2 separate regions of the Pan troglodytes genome follow, and region 1 is linked to region 2. A link is a contact called in public Hi-C data. All regions are on one chromosome and are shown on one strand. The core of a region is the stretch at or near the end of the contact, and the rest is flanking DNA. Distances in the headings are between cores, read along the strand shown. Region 1 overlaps HIBADH (3-hydroxyisobutyrate dehydrogenase). Region 2 holds the start of EVX1 (even-skipped homeobox 1).

Region 1 (5,996 bases), core at 1,453-3,952, 350 kb before region 2:
ATTGCTATTTTTCATTTAGTAAAATAAGCATTTAACATTTGGCTTTTTTTTTTTTTTTTTTTTTGCTTGTCTAAACACTGGAGAGGGGAATCCAGCCTATAAAAATTCTCACAAATATTTCAAATCCCCGCCCCCCACCATGTGGCAAGATTCCACCCCCCTCCCTGGGTCTTGTAAAAAAAAAAAAAAAAAAAAAGTGTCAGCAGGTTTTACTGTATGGGAATTTTTAAAAAGAGGGAGAAACCTCTGAAAGGTGCAAGTTGGTCCTTTTCACAAGCCTAACTATGAGATTCATTAGGCAGTTCATGTTCATGTCTTAAAAGCTGTTTTTGGGAAAGTAAATTCTTGAGTTTCCTGTACTGGTTTTCAGGGAGTCTTTATAGTCTTTTGAATCAGCTCATTTTAAAACAGTGATAATGTAAAAAGCACAATAAAAAAAGGCTCATTATAAATTTTATAAAAGTGTGATTTTTTTCATTAAAATACGTATTCATGTTCTATTTTTATGAACCCATAAATATAAGTTAATAAACTGTAGCAGAAACAATTAAATTACTTAATACAGCTATCCAGGTGCTAGGATATGTTGTCAGAATAAATAAAGCTCAGTGTATATTCTATTGATTTTTATTCTTTTAAAAAATGTATTCACCATGCAGAGTGATGTTTAATGCTTAGCTTTGATCATTTAGCAAAAAGCTTAGTGCTACTCATTTTATACTCTTGCCTCTTCTGAGGCTTCTTAATGTGCACAACCTGTTTTAAGAAATGTATATGTTTTCAAAGTAAATGTTTGACCTCCCACCTTGATGTTCCCACTTAAAAGCAAAACCCTCCCCTCCCTTATATTTTGAATAACTTGATGAGAATGTGTGTTGTACTAAAACTAAATATATGCACCCTTCAGTATTACCAAAAGAGACCTTTTGGTTTTAAAAATTAGGAAATTTCACTTTTGAAAGTAGTCTAGACAAAGGTACTCATGACATTTGACCCTGAAATTTTTACTTTTAAACTTGATACAACAGTCTGCTTCTTAGCTTTGTTGTATGCTAATATTTCTACTTATTTAACATCAAAAAGCTGTAGAGGTTTCTCTTTATAGATTATGCCTGTGTTCTGAAATTGCCTCCTGCTGTCCATGAATTGCTTCTTGGCTTGTTGTGTTAGAATTTCTCACCAGGGTCTTTTGTGAGCTATGTAGCCAACATTAAAAAAAAAAAAAATCAAATTTGATAGAGTAAACTGGACTAGTAAAAATTATACTTACTATTCATAATTATAATTGAGGTTTCTTGGCTCAGCATATCAATTTTATGCAGTAAGAGTAAGCACATACAAATCTCATGTAATGATATGCATACATATAGTTGCCTACAATGACTGTTTTTCTGTTTATTTCTATAATATTAAAATGATTTTTTTGCTGAAATTCCAGAAATCTAAAAACATTGAAAAATAATGATAATGAGAAAAACAATTCTTACTTGTTAGGGTATATGTTATTTAGTAATGAAGCATTTAGATTTTGGATTCTCTCATTTCAGTTGGAAATAGTATTGGTGTAAGTGAGTGTTGCCATGGGAACCTCCACATAGATATAAAAGGCAATACTGTCTAAGTGGAGGAGGAGGGGCGATGTACTGAAATACCACTGGCCTAAATGATCTATTTTATGTATGTGTGTTGGTGTGGGGGTGAGAGCTAGGATGAAAAGGGGAGAGAAAGTACTACAGAAAGTAAATGTTAGCAGTCAAAGCAATTTACTCACACTTTTGGATTCTTTTAGATAGAAGTGTTTTAAAGCTCGAAATGTGATTCTTAATTATTGGTATCATTTACACACACTGGGGAGTCTTTGCATATCTTATTTTTAATGTACAGTGGAATATGTTTAACTTACTTGGTTTTAGATAAAATTTAATTTAGTGAAATTTGAGAGTTAGGATTTCAGTCTTTGAAATAGCTTTATACATGTTATTAAAGATGTTATATTTAATTCTTTTTAAATATCTGAAATTTAGAAAAACTGACTAGGACACAGTTAATGTGGCTTTCAAAGGAAAGCTGGCATTTTGGCTTTATAGTATTTTTAATACTAGATTTTTAGTAATTTTCTATAAATATATAGGCAAGGAAACAATGACTTACTGTATCTGCATGTGTAATATTTTATGGTTAAAAAAATAAAGAATGAAAACAACAAAACCTAACATAAAATCTTTTTATATCCCTTAGGAGCACATAAAGATTATAGAGATAGAGATGATTAGAGAACAACCAATTTAACTGCATGCAAAGTAACATTTTTGTTTTTTGTATGTTTAGGTTACAAAAAAACAATGAAATTGTGCCCAACCTGAGTTAGCCTGGTAAAATGCAGCATCATCATCATTGCAGTTTTAACACTATGGATTCTGGTTGTCAGATACAAATATAAAAAAAAGAAGAGATATTAACTGACAAAAACTGTTTAAACTTACCTTTTTAGTCAATCCAGAGAAAAAGCTGCCAAGGTAATAAAACATCCAGAAGTTTTTAAGTTAAAATGAGTAATTTAAATTAAAAGGGGTGAGGGGGCATGAGCAAGCAAGGGAGAAGAAAAAAGGGGTGAAAACGACAGGCACTTTGCTTCCTGGGCCTGGCTGTATCTGATGTAAATTAACCAGCAGTGGGGAGTGTATTGTTTCCAACTCCACATAAACAATGCTGGGTATCTCTTTGGGAATGGGTGGGTGCTGGGATGGATGGAGGTTGTTGAGAAGGGAACTGGCAAGCAGAGTTTATAATCTATTAGTGGATTTTTTTGGCATGCGAAACATAGTAGGAAAGAGTAAAGAATGAGAAAGTATGTTTGCATGTAAAATTGATCAAGTGAAACCTTAAAATGATGTGAAATAATTCATAATTGTTAGAGAATGCTTATTTGTCAGTAATCTTCAGGTTTAAAAAAAATTTTTTTAAAGACTGACGCCTTGTAATGTAAAACGTTCAGCAATGAAGATACCCAGTTTTAAGTGTACTTTTGACATAGTATATCAGCTTAGCTCTAAACATGGCTTCTAAAAACTAAAAGACTAAGGAAACTTGTATTTCTTTGAAAAATAGGTAACAAGAGGGATGAAAAGTCAAGTTTATTTTTAAAAATAAGAGAATGAAAGTAAGAGCTACAACATCCATGTTGTTTTTCTGTTTCAGTTTTTGCCTGCTGCTTTTTCTTCCCTGCACTCTTTCTTGGAATAAAATCTGATAGTCTTAACGGAGTGGAAAGTGTGAAAATGTACACAGCCTTATCAATAAGTAGATTCAAAACATCTCTAATCACCTTAAAGTTTTATAGTGCAGAATTTTCTAGAAGTCAACTGATTAATTAAGTACCTTTTGTGTGTCAGGTTATCACACTGGGTTGTTTCTGTATTTTAAAACATTTCATCCTTATAGCATCCCCATGAAATGCAGATTATCCTCTTTTTTTTTTTTTTTTTTTTCAGTGAGGAAGTTGAGTCTCAGGAAGGCACAATAGGACAATATGCAATTTTAAGAATTAGCCTGATTTAGCAAAAATAAGACATTTTAGGTAGAGGATTTTCAATATTATGGCAGGAGACTAATACATTCAAGTTTGGAGTTTCTTTGGGTTGCTAGAATAACTAAAAGGCTTTGGTTTGTTTCATTTAAAAACAAAATAGAGAAAAATACTTTTTCTTGTTCTATCGATATCACACCATTCAATGACCCCACTCCCACACAATACCCACAATCAAAATATAGAAAGAATTATTAGCTAACCAAAAAAAGTTCACATAGGTAATCTAAAGTAATTTTATTTTTGGTTTTAAGTGCTTTAATCTAGTTAACTAAAGGAACAAAAAGGTCAAACATGTATAAACAAGTGAAAACCAGAATTTTTAACCTTCTAACATAATATCCTTCATAGGTCTTTTAGCAATTGGATTATTAAAAAGAGCCAGAATACCTTATTTAGTTATTAATCGTAATATGAGTACACAGGACAGCTTTACGTATTTTCCCCTTTACCTTAAATTTTTAAATTTTTATTTTCCAACATTACCCAGTTAAATGCACTTTTATAACTTTTTAAATACCCAAAATTGACCTTTACAAAATATCAATGAGAATTTCAGTATTCAACATTAATCACTGATAAGCTTTTTTTTTAGTACGTTTATAGTATAGGTATTTAACGTTAATACATGATTAACAGTGTATCAAGCTTATTGCACAATCATAATAAAATACACTATTCAGTGCTAATTAGGCATTGCAATTTTCATTTGGTGTTGTACTGAAAGAATTATATTGGTAACTGATGCTTTTCATCTTGTTAGTATTTTTAATCCCTCTCAATATATATAATCTTTCAGTAGTTTCATCAAAAGAAATCTGTTCCAACAACTTTAAACAGAGGACCTTCAAGAGTGTGAGGTGTGTGTAACAGTTTTATCTTGAAGAGAACTCAGTGAAAGATACTTTCTAGATTATGTTAAAAAGATCCAATCAACCGGCCCATACTCATCATGATTTAACTTTTACAGTTTTATACATAGGTTTCATTGAAGGCTGTAAGAAAATCTGATGTTTATAACATTTTCCTTTGCCAGTGTTTGTCTGAATTTTGCAAAGATCAAGTATCCAAAGTACGAAATGCTAGTGTATTTTTGGAAAACAAACCAAAACCCACTTACCCAATAGATTTTACATATTCTAAGAACGAGAATTCAGTAGTCTGGTAAGTCTGGCTTCATAACTCATAGATTTCTTGCACCAAATAAGATTGTCAGCAGTTTGGAAAGAAGAGTAAAGAAGAGGCTCTTCTTACATTGGTGTGTTCAAAAGTAAAATATAAACCAGTATTTTTGTTACTATAGCTTAGAGCACTAAAGAAGAGCCATCTACCAGTTTCCAGATTGTTTTAGAAGTAGTGTCTGAAGACCTTTTCATTTCAACTTGTTCTTATTCTAAAGATTCCTGGCTCGTTATATACTAAATTGTTTCTAGAAATGCTTACTAGATAGGTTGCTGTGAAAGGAAAGGTTTAGAAAAGGATGAGTAGAGAAAATTACTTTTGAAAATATATTCTGACCCTCACCCTTACTGGGATAAAGTTCCAAGGGAATAAGGATTATTGCTAGCCAGAAAATTGCCCAACTAGATAGTGATGAAAACTGGAGTTTAGCCAACTCTTATTTTTGTGTGATTTTACTCTTTTCCTGTGGTTGGTTGGATTGGCAATTACCTTTAGTGGGTTGTTTGATTATGGCAGGACCAAGGTCAAGTTTAGCTTTGCCTGACTTCAATGATGTTATCTTTTCAAACCAAAATGCCTTATGATAATGAGATTCTTCATTAAAAAAAAAAAAAAAGAACAATTCTTGATCTTTATGCATGTTTTGAGTGATGTGTTTTTTGAAGATAGAGGCTGTAACTTTAAAAGGGTAGATTGTTATATTCTAGGAAGTATGCTAAGTGAACATACGACAGTGTTTTCATGAAGGAGAGATGATATGGGAAAACCATAGCAATAAAGGTGAAGAAAAATAAGAAATGTGAAAGAAGACCCATTCTGTTTTTGTTGTTTAAGGGAGAGAACTCCCTGACCCCGTCAAAACATTTTAGCATCTGAGAAATAAGAAGTTACTTATCTCTGTTATTTCTTCCATATCCCATAGTAACTTAAACTTTGATTTTTTTTCCCCATTGGCAACAAAAATGTGATATAGCATTCCTTTTACTTATGTCTGAATTTTGAATTTTTTGTGTGATTATAAGACAATATATACAATTATAAAGGACCAACAAACATTTACTTACAATTTTCCATGCAAACCTTTTTTGAAGAAAAAAAACTTCCCTTAAAAGAAACTGAATGTTTTAAACAATTGGTATTTGGTTTTATTTGTATTATTTTACTTTCTGTTGTTCAGCTGTAATCATTTTTTTTTTTTTTTTTTTTTTTTTTTTTTTGAGACGGAGTC
Region 2 (5,348 bases), core at 1,003-3,502:
TAGGCCTAAGGTGGGAGGGTGATTTGGGAAGGGACACCCTGTCAGCCACCTCAGTAACTGTTTCTGCTAGGGTACTGCGGCCTCTGGGGAACCCAAGAAGGGAAAATAAGGGCCTGCCCTTGATTGGGTAGGTAGAGGTCTTTGGGGAGGCCTTCCCTTCCTCTAAGGCATCCTGGGTACAGGGGTTCCCAGCCGCCCTTCCCACCTGCCCTGGAGCATAGGTGAGCTTTCTGCCTCCCGTTGGCAGGGGTGGGCAAGGGTGTGCACTTCTGACAGGCACATGAGTTGAGATGCACCTTTGTGCTAGAGGGTTGTAAACTCTGGGTCAAGTGCGTTGTAGTATGCTGGGCATTCAGAGTTTCCTTGCTCTTATGTGTGACAGGCTGCCAGAACAGGTGTGGGAATGTGTACTAGGTTCCGTGTATTGCAGGGCTGGAGTGAGAATGCATGTTGAGTATCTTATTTATTACCTTAGTATATGTGAGTGGAGTCCAGGTTGTTCTGAGGGTTATGGGAAGGAGGCTGGGTGAAATCGGTGATAAGATAGTAAGGGGTAGGTGCAGGTATTCAACAAGGCGTTGGCTGCCAAGGCCAGGGGGTGGTCTTTCTTCCCCCCCCCCCAGGCTCTTTCCACTCACTCCTACAGTTCTGTGGAGGAGTGTCTGCTGGTGGGCTCCCCTCTCCTCCCCCCCACCAACCCGCGCCCAGTTTTCTACCCCCTTCTGGGGAGGTGATTGTTGGCACAGAGGGAAACTCCCTTCCGGGCTATCCACCCCCTTCCCATTAGCCTTTGGTGGGGAGGGGTTCTCCAGTTAAACCAGCCCCCCTTTGGGCCTACCTCTGAGAAGGGTGGGGCTCCAGCCCCCTGCAGCTCCTTTTCCTTTGGGTGGAGAAGTGGGACTAGGAAGGAAAGGGGAAGGGGGGAGGACCCGATCTCTGCCTTTTCAAATGCAACCGGAGACCAAAGGCAATTAGACCATTGGGACCATTTCCGACCTGGCGCCGCGAAGCCCGGGAAGTGACAAGGTAATTTGGACCTCTGACCGACGTGCAAACTGGTCGGAGGGCTGCAGCACCCGGGCTGCCCAAGTGGGCCGCAATTTTACGGTCCTTTATGGACTCCTGGCTTCCGCGCCTCCATGCCTCTTACACCCCGCCAGCCACAAACTGCCCGGATCGGCGTTTGATCTTGCCCTCGCCTGGGGAAAGTGTCTTCCCCGAGCAATTGAAGCATTCCCCGAGCAGTTGAAACACTGGGTGCTTGGGGTGAGCTTTGAATCCCCCAAGTCCAGGACTTGCATCCGCCCCCTCAGCACCCCTCACTCAAGGCACTGCTGTCACCCTCAGTCCCGCCAATGCCAGAACACAGTAGGAGACCCCCGCCAGAACGCAGATAGCAGAGAGAGTTGCTCAGGTGGGTCCCCCCAGCCATCCTGCCTTAGGGGAAGGGAGTGTCTTCCTCCTGGCCTGCGCCGAAGTGAAGGGTGGGCGCAGCGGGAGGCCCGGGGAGCGGAGGGGCGCGGTGGCTACCTTTGCTGTGCTGGTACTCGGCGTTCCCGGTGGCGCAGTCCGGGGTGCAGCTCACCTCGATTTCTTCATAGAAATCCGACTCGGTGTCCGAGCTACTGGGTTGCCCCTGGCCGGAGACGCTGTCGACTGAGGGGGCCGGGGGTCCTGGGCCGAGCATGGCCGCCCCATCTACCCGGGGCTCGGCGCCCGGCCCCGCCGCGCTGCCTGCGAGTCCATCTACCGGCTCCTCCTCCGGGCCTCCCCCGCCGCGCTCCCGGGTGGCCGGAGGGACGGCCCGAGGGCTCAGGCAACCACGGGGCACCATCTTCTCGGGCGGCTCCGGCAGCGGGCTGCCCACGGCTTCGGACAAATTTGAGACTCTCTTGCCAACCAGAGTGCCAAGCTGACCCCCATCCAGAAACACAACCATGTCCTTTCGGCTCTCCATCCCGGGGCTCTCCGGTGGGGGAGGGGAAAGCCCCAAGTGAGTTCCTAACCCCGGCTCCCTGGGTCTCCAGCGGCCGGACGGATCTTGGTTGCAAGAGGGAGAAAGAGAGGCCGGGTGCCTGGGAGGGCGCGGAGCTGCTGGAGCGCGGTCTGGACCGCGACCGCGACCGCGGCGGTGGCGGTGGGGAGCTAGGGTCACCTTGTGAAGCGAGCGCTCCTCTGTGCCGCACCGCCTCTGGGAGGAAGCCCCATTGCCCTCTTCTTTCTAAGCTGTCATCCTCCTGCTGCAATCGTCATTACAGTACCGCTGGTGACGCCACTCGGCGAGCGCAAGTGGATAAATAGAAACGTCTGCCACAGCGAAGATGAAAGGAAACCCGCAGCTAATGGCTCGGCAGTGATGCGCCAGGTGTGGGCCTCGCTCGATTGGGGAGGAGAGTGTGAAAACAGACAGAGAGACACACACACTGAGAGAGGGAGACACCCAGGCAGAGGGGATGCAAATGGAATGCCGCAGAAAGAAAAGAGAGCTTAACGCGCGCGGCGAGTTCCGCAGGGGCAGCGGGACTAGGTAATTAAATAAGCTTTTGATTTTTTCTTTTATTGTTGTTTTGACTTTTGTTTTCTTAACTTGGTGCCTTGATCTAACACCGATGAAAGAATCCATAACTGCATTTTAGAAGTGTGAAGCCCGGCTTACAAGCCTCAATTCTGTCGGCATTATTACAAGTGTCTGCCCCTGGCAGCTAACCTCAAACTGGCTGAAAAGTCTTTTTACAAGCTACGGAAAAATGTATTCCCCCGCCCCAAGTTGACTGGAGAGCTTGAGGCTGGGCCATCTTTTCCTCTCTTCTCCTCCCTCTCCCTACCCACCTCTGTCTCCTTACTCCTGGGAACCAAACTTTGCTATTTTTCTTCCCCAAGGGGCAAGAAATAAATACCTTATTATTTTTTTTTTAATTTAAAGACCCGCCTTGGCTTCTGTAAGAGTGTGTGCTGATTTCTTTTAAATACCTCCTTCCCATCTAGATGGCCTTAAGTTTTCCACAGCCTGGCTTCATCTTGAGATGGCTATTCGTACAAGAAGTCGCTTTCCCGTTTGCCTGGACCTCGCCTGCACTCCAGGTATGTTGGGTGGGGAGAGTTTCTAAGAGTTGTCTTTTTTTTTCCTTGCCCATATTTTAAAGTATTCGTTCAGAATCAACGAATTCTCCTGGAAAGAGATTTTTCGAATGAAGAGGCGCCAGGAATGCGGCCCCTGCTGTGGCAGTACTGGAGGCCCCTACCTGGGAGAAGGCAGTAGCTTTCACCGCGCTATTTTGGGCAGGGATTCAGCCTCCCTGAGTACAAAAAGGTTGGGGTTCATAGAGGTTTGACTCATAAGGTCCTCTCCCAAGTCCCTGCCTAGGGGCAGTGGTACCTGTCTCCAAAAGTGGATGGCGTTTGAGGTAGAAGAGAGTGAAGTCGCTGAAAATGCCCTAAAACAGCAAGTAAGTAGGGGCTCTGATGAAGGGCTGGAGGTGGGAGCAGGGGTTGTTGAACTTGATATCTGGGAGCTGCCATAGGCCTCTCTTGGCTCCTCTCCCAGGGAAGAAGCTGGTATAAAACTCCTTCAAACTTACCCTTTTTGAGCTCCAAGCAAGTGTGCTGGGGCCAGGTGGGTGGGCTGAGTCATTCCCCACATTGCTGAGGGCAGGAGGTGGGCACCTTCTATGCTCAACCCCCCTTTCTCCGCCTCCTCCCGAAGAGCTTCTAGCCCTAGGCAGCCAGCTGCAAAGGGCAGCCCAGCACCTCCCTCCTTTCTGTGTCCCTAGCAATGCCCCAGCTTTTACAGGTAAGTCCTCTTCCGTGACCTTTTTGTCTGTTATCTCCTACTTTTCTCTCCTCCTTTTTCTCTTTCTGTATTCTTCTCCCTCTTTGCTTCTCTCCTCCATCTTCCTATCCATAGGGTTAAGGAAGGTAGAGGAAGTAAGGGGTCCAAAGAAAGACAAAGTTTCCTCTTCACTCCGGCTTTCCACTTCTCTTTCAGTCTAAGACGATGTTCATTAATCTTGCCTGGGGGCGGAGGCAGCGGGATCCGGAAGGTAGTGTCCACATAGATATTTCTACTCCTTGGGACTCCTGAAGCCACTATGTGCTGAGCACTGCTAGCCCCAAAATCCAGGGAAATGTTTTAGAGGTGAGAGGATCAATTGGGAGTGAGGGGAGTCAAATCCTAGAACCTTTTCCTGCCTTGGAGAGCTGTCCAGGTATTCTATCTTTCTCTGTCCTCCCTACCAGCAGCCACAGCCTGAGGGAGCACCTGGCTTGCTCTCTTTCCTGTCAATGGCAAGCCCCCTGGGCATCTGTCTTAGAGCTTCCACGGTTGCCTACTCTCTATAGGGCCCTCCAGCACTGGGCCTTTGCGGTGCCCACCCTCCTCTCCTCCTTGAGCGCTTAACCTTCTAGTGAGTAGCCTGCTGCCCCCATCTCCTGGGGGCTGGGTCCTCAGAGGGACTCCTGGCTCCCCACCCTGCCCCCAGCTCTGCATTGAACGGGAATCCTCTGTTTGATCCGCTTTTCTTCTGGGTGAGATGAAAGCCGAGTAGGAGTGAGAGATCAAGGAGTGCCACTTAGTCTCCTTTCTGGGTCGGGCACTACGGAGCAGGGCTTACATCCCGCGGAGAGGGCTGGATGGAGCTGAGGACCAGCTTTTCAGAGGGAGGTTGCCTCCCTCGGGCTCCAGATCTGAAGCTTCAGGGACACATCCCCTCAGCCCAAAGCCTTCCCCAGCCCTCTCCCGACTTCTGCCCCGCTCTTTCAAAGCTGACTGTTTGGCCAGTCCTAGGAGCCTAGGGAACCACCCCCACCCCCGCCCCTTTCCACCGGCGCATTAGGGGGAAAACGTTTTAACCAAATGTCACTTCTTCCAAAAGCATCCTTTCATCAACCTCACATTAACAGCGGTTGGGTTTTTAAAGGAAAGAAGACAAAAAAAGAGAGGACTGGATAAGAACACTGTTTTGGTTTTTTGGGCGGTGAATGTGGGGGGAGTATTTAATAACATCGTTATCACTGTGTCGTGAAGGTTATTCGCGGCGCGGCTCGAGAAGGAAGGTAAATTCCGAGAGCAAGTGAAGCCCTGCACAACCCCATTAAGCCTGGGCAATCCCATGACAGCGGAGAGGGGGTGATAGCAGCTGAGGTGGAGGCCGCTCCAGGCCCGTCGGCTTCTCATTTCTCGCGGCGGGGGACACCCATCCCCCACCTGCCACACGGCAGGCCCCCCGTCCCTTCCCCCGCTGGGGCGACGGGCTCCGGTCCAGCCGGCTCCTCTCGGATTGAAATTCTCCGGACTTCAAAAGCTCCCAGCTTGGCTTCCGCCGGGGCTGGGCTGGCCTGGCCCGGGTCGG

Evidence for each region. Hi-C and Micro-C count contacts between places; a contact is called where the count stands out from the background.
Region 1: a contact with region 2 is called in a Hi-C map of induced pluripotent stem cells, with 2.0 times the contacts expected there. The contact joins the enhancer-like site here to the promoter of EVX1 in region 2. A contact is called at or near these places in 2 of 7 Hi-C or Micro-C datasets (induced pluripotent stem cells and stem cell-derived neural progenitor cells) and 1 of 1 datasets of contacts at active chromatin or transcription factors (stem cell-derived excitatory neurons).

What each region holds. Positions count from the first base shown.
Region 1 is chr6:33,396,852-33,402,847 of NHGRI_mPanTro3-v2.0_pri, reverse strand. The region is part of intron 4 of HIBADH (3-hydroxyisobutyrate dehydrogenase); the gene reads left to right. Among named protein-coding and RNA genes, the nearest start is that of HIBADH, 140 kb to the left of the region's middle. Within about 2 kb of position 2,702, at least 3 of the 24 cell types and tissues checked have an H3K27ac peak or open chromatin away from gene starts, as enhancers often do. A contact at or near this core is called in induced pluripotent stem cells and stem cell-derived neural progenitor cells, where this site is marked.
Region 2 is chr6:33,043,747-33,049,094 of NHGRI_mPanTro3-v2.0_pri, reverse strand. It overlaps EVX1 (even-skipped homeobox 1), which reads right to left and starts at 2,252. Exons shown (of 3, transcript XM_009452825.4): 1 at 1,531-2,252. The coding sequence starts at 1,957. It overlaps LOC104007140 (a long non-coding RNA gene), which reads left to right. Exons shown (of 3, transcript XR_001719151.4): 2 at 2,259-2,527; 3 at 2,986-5,348.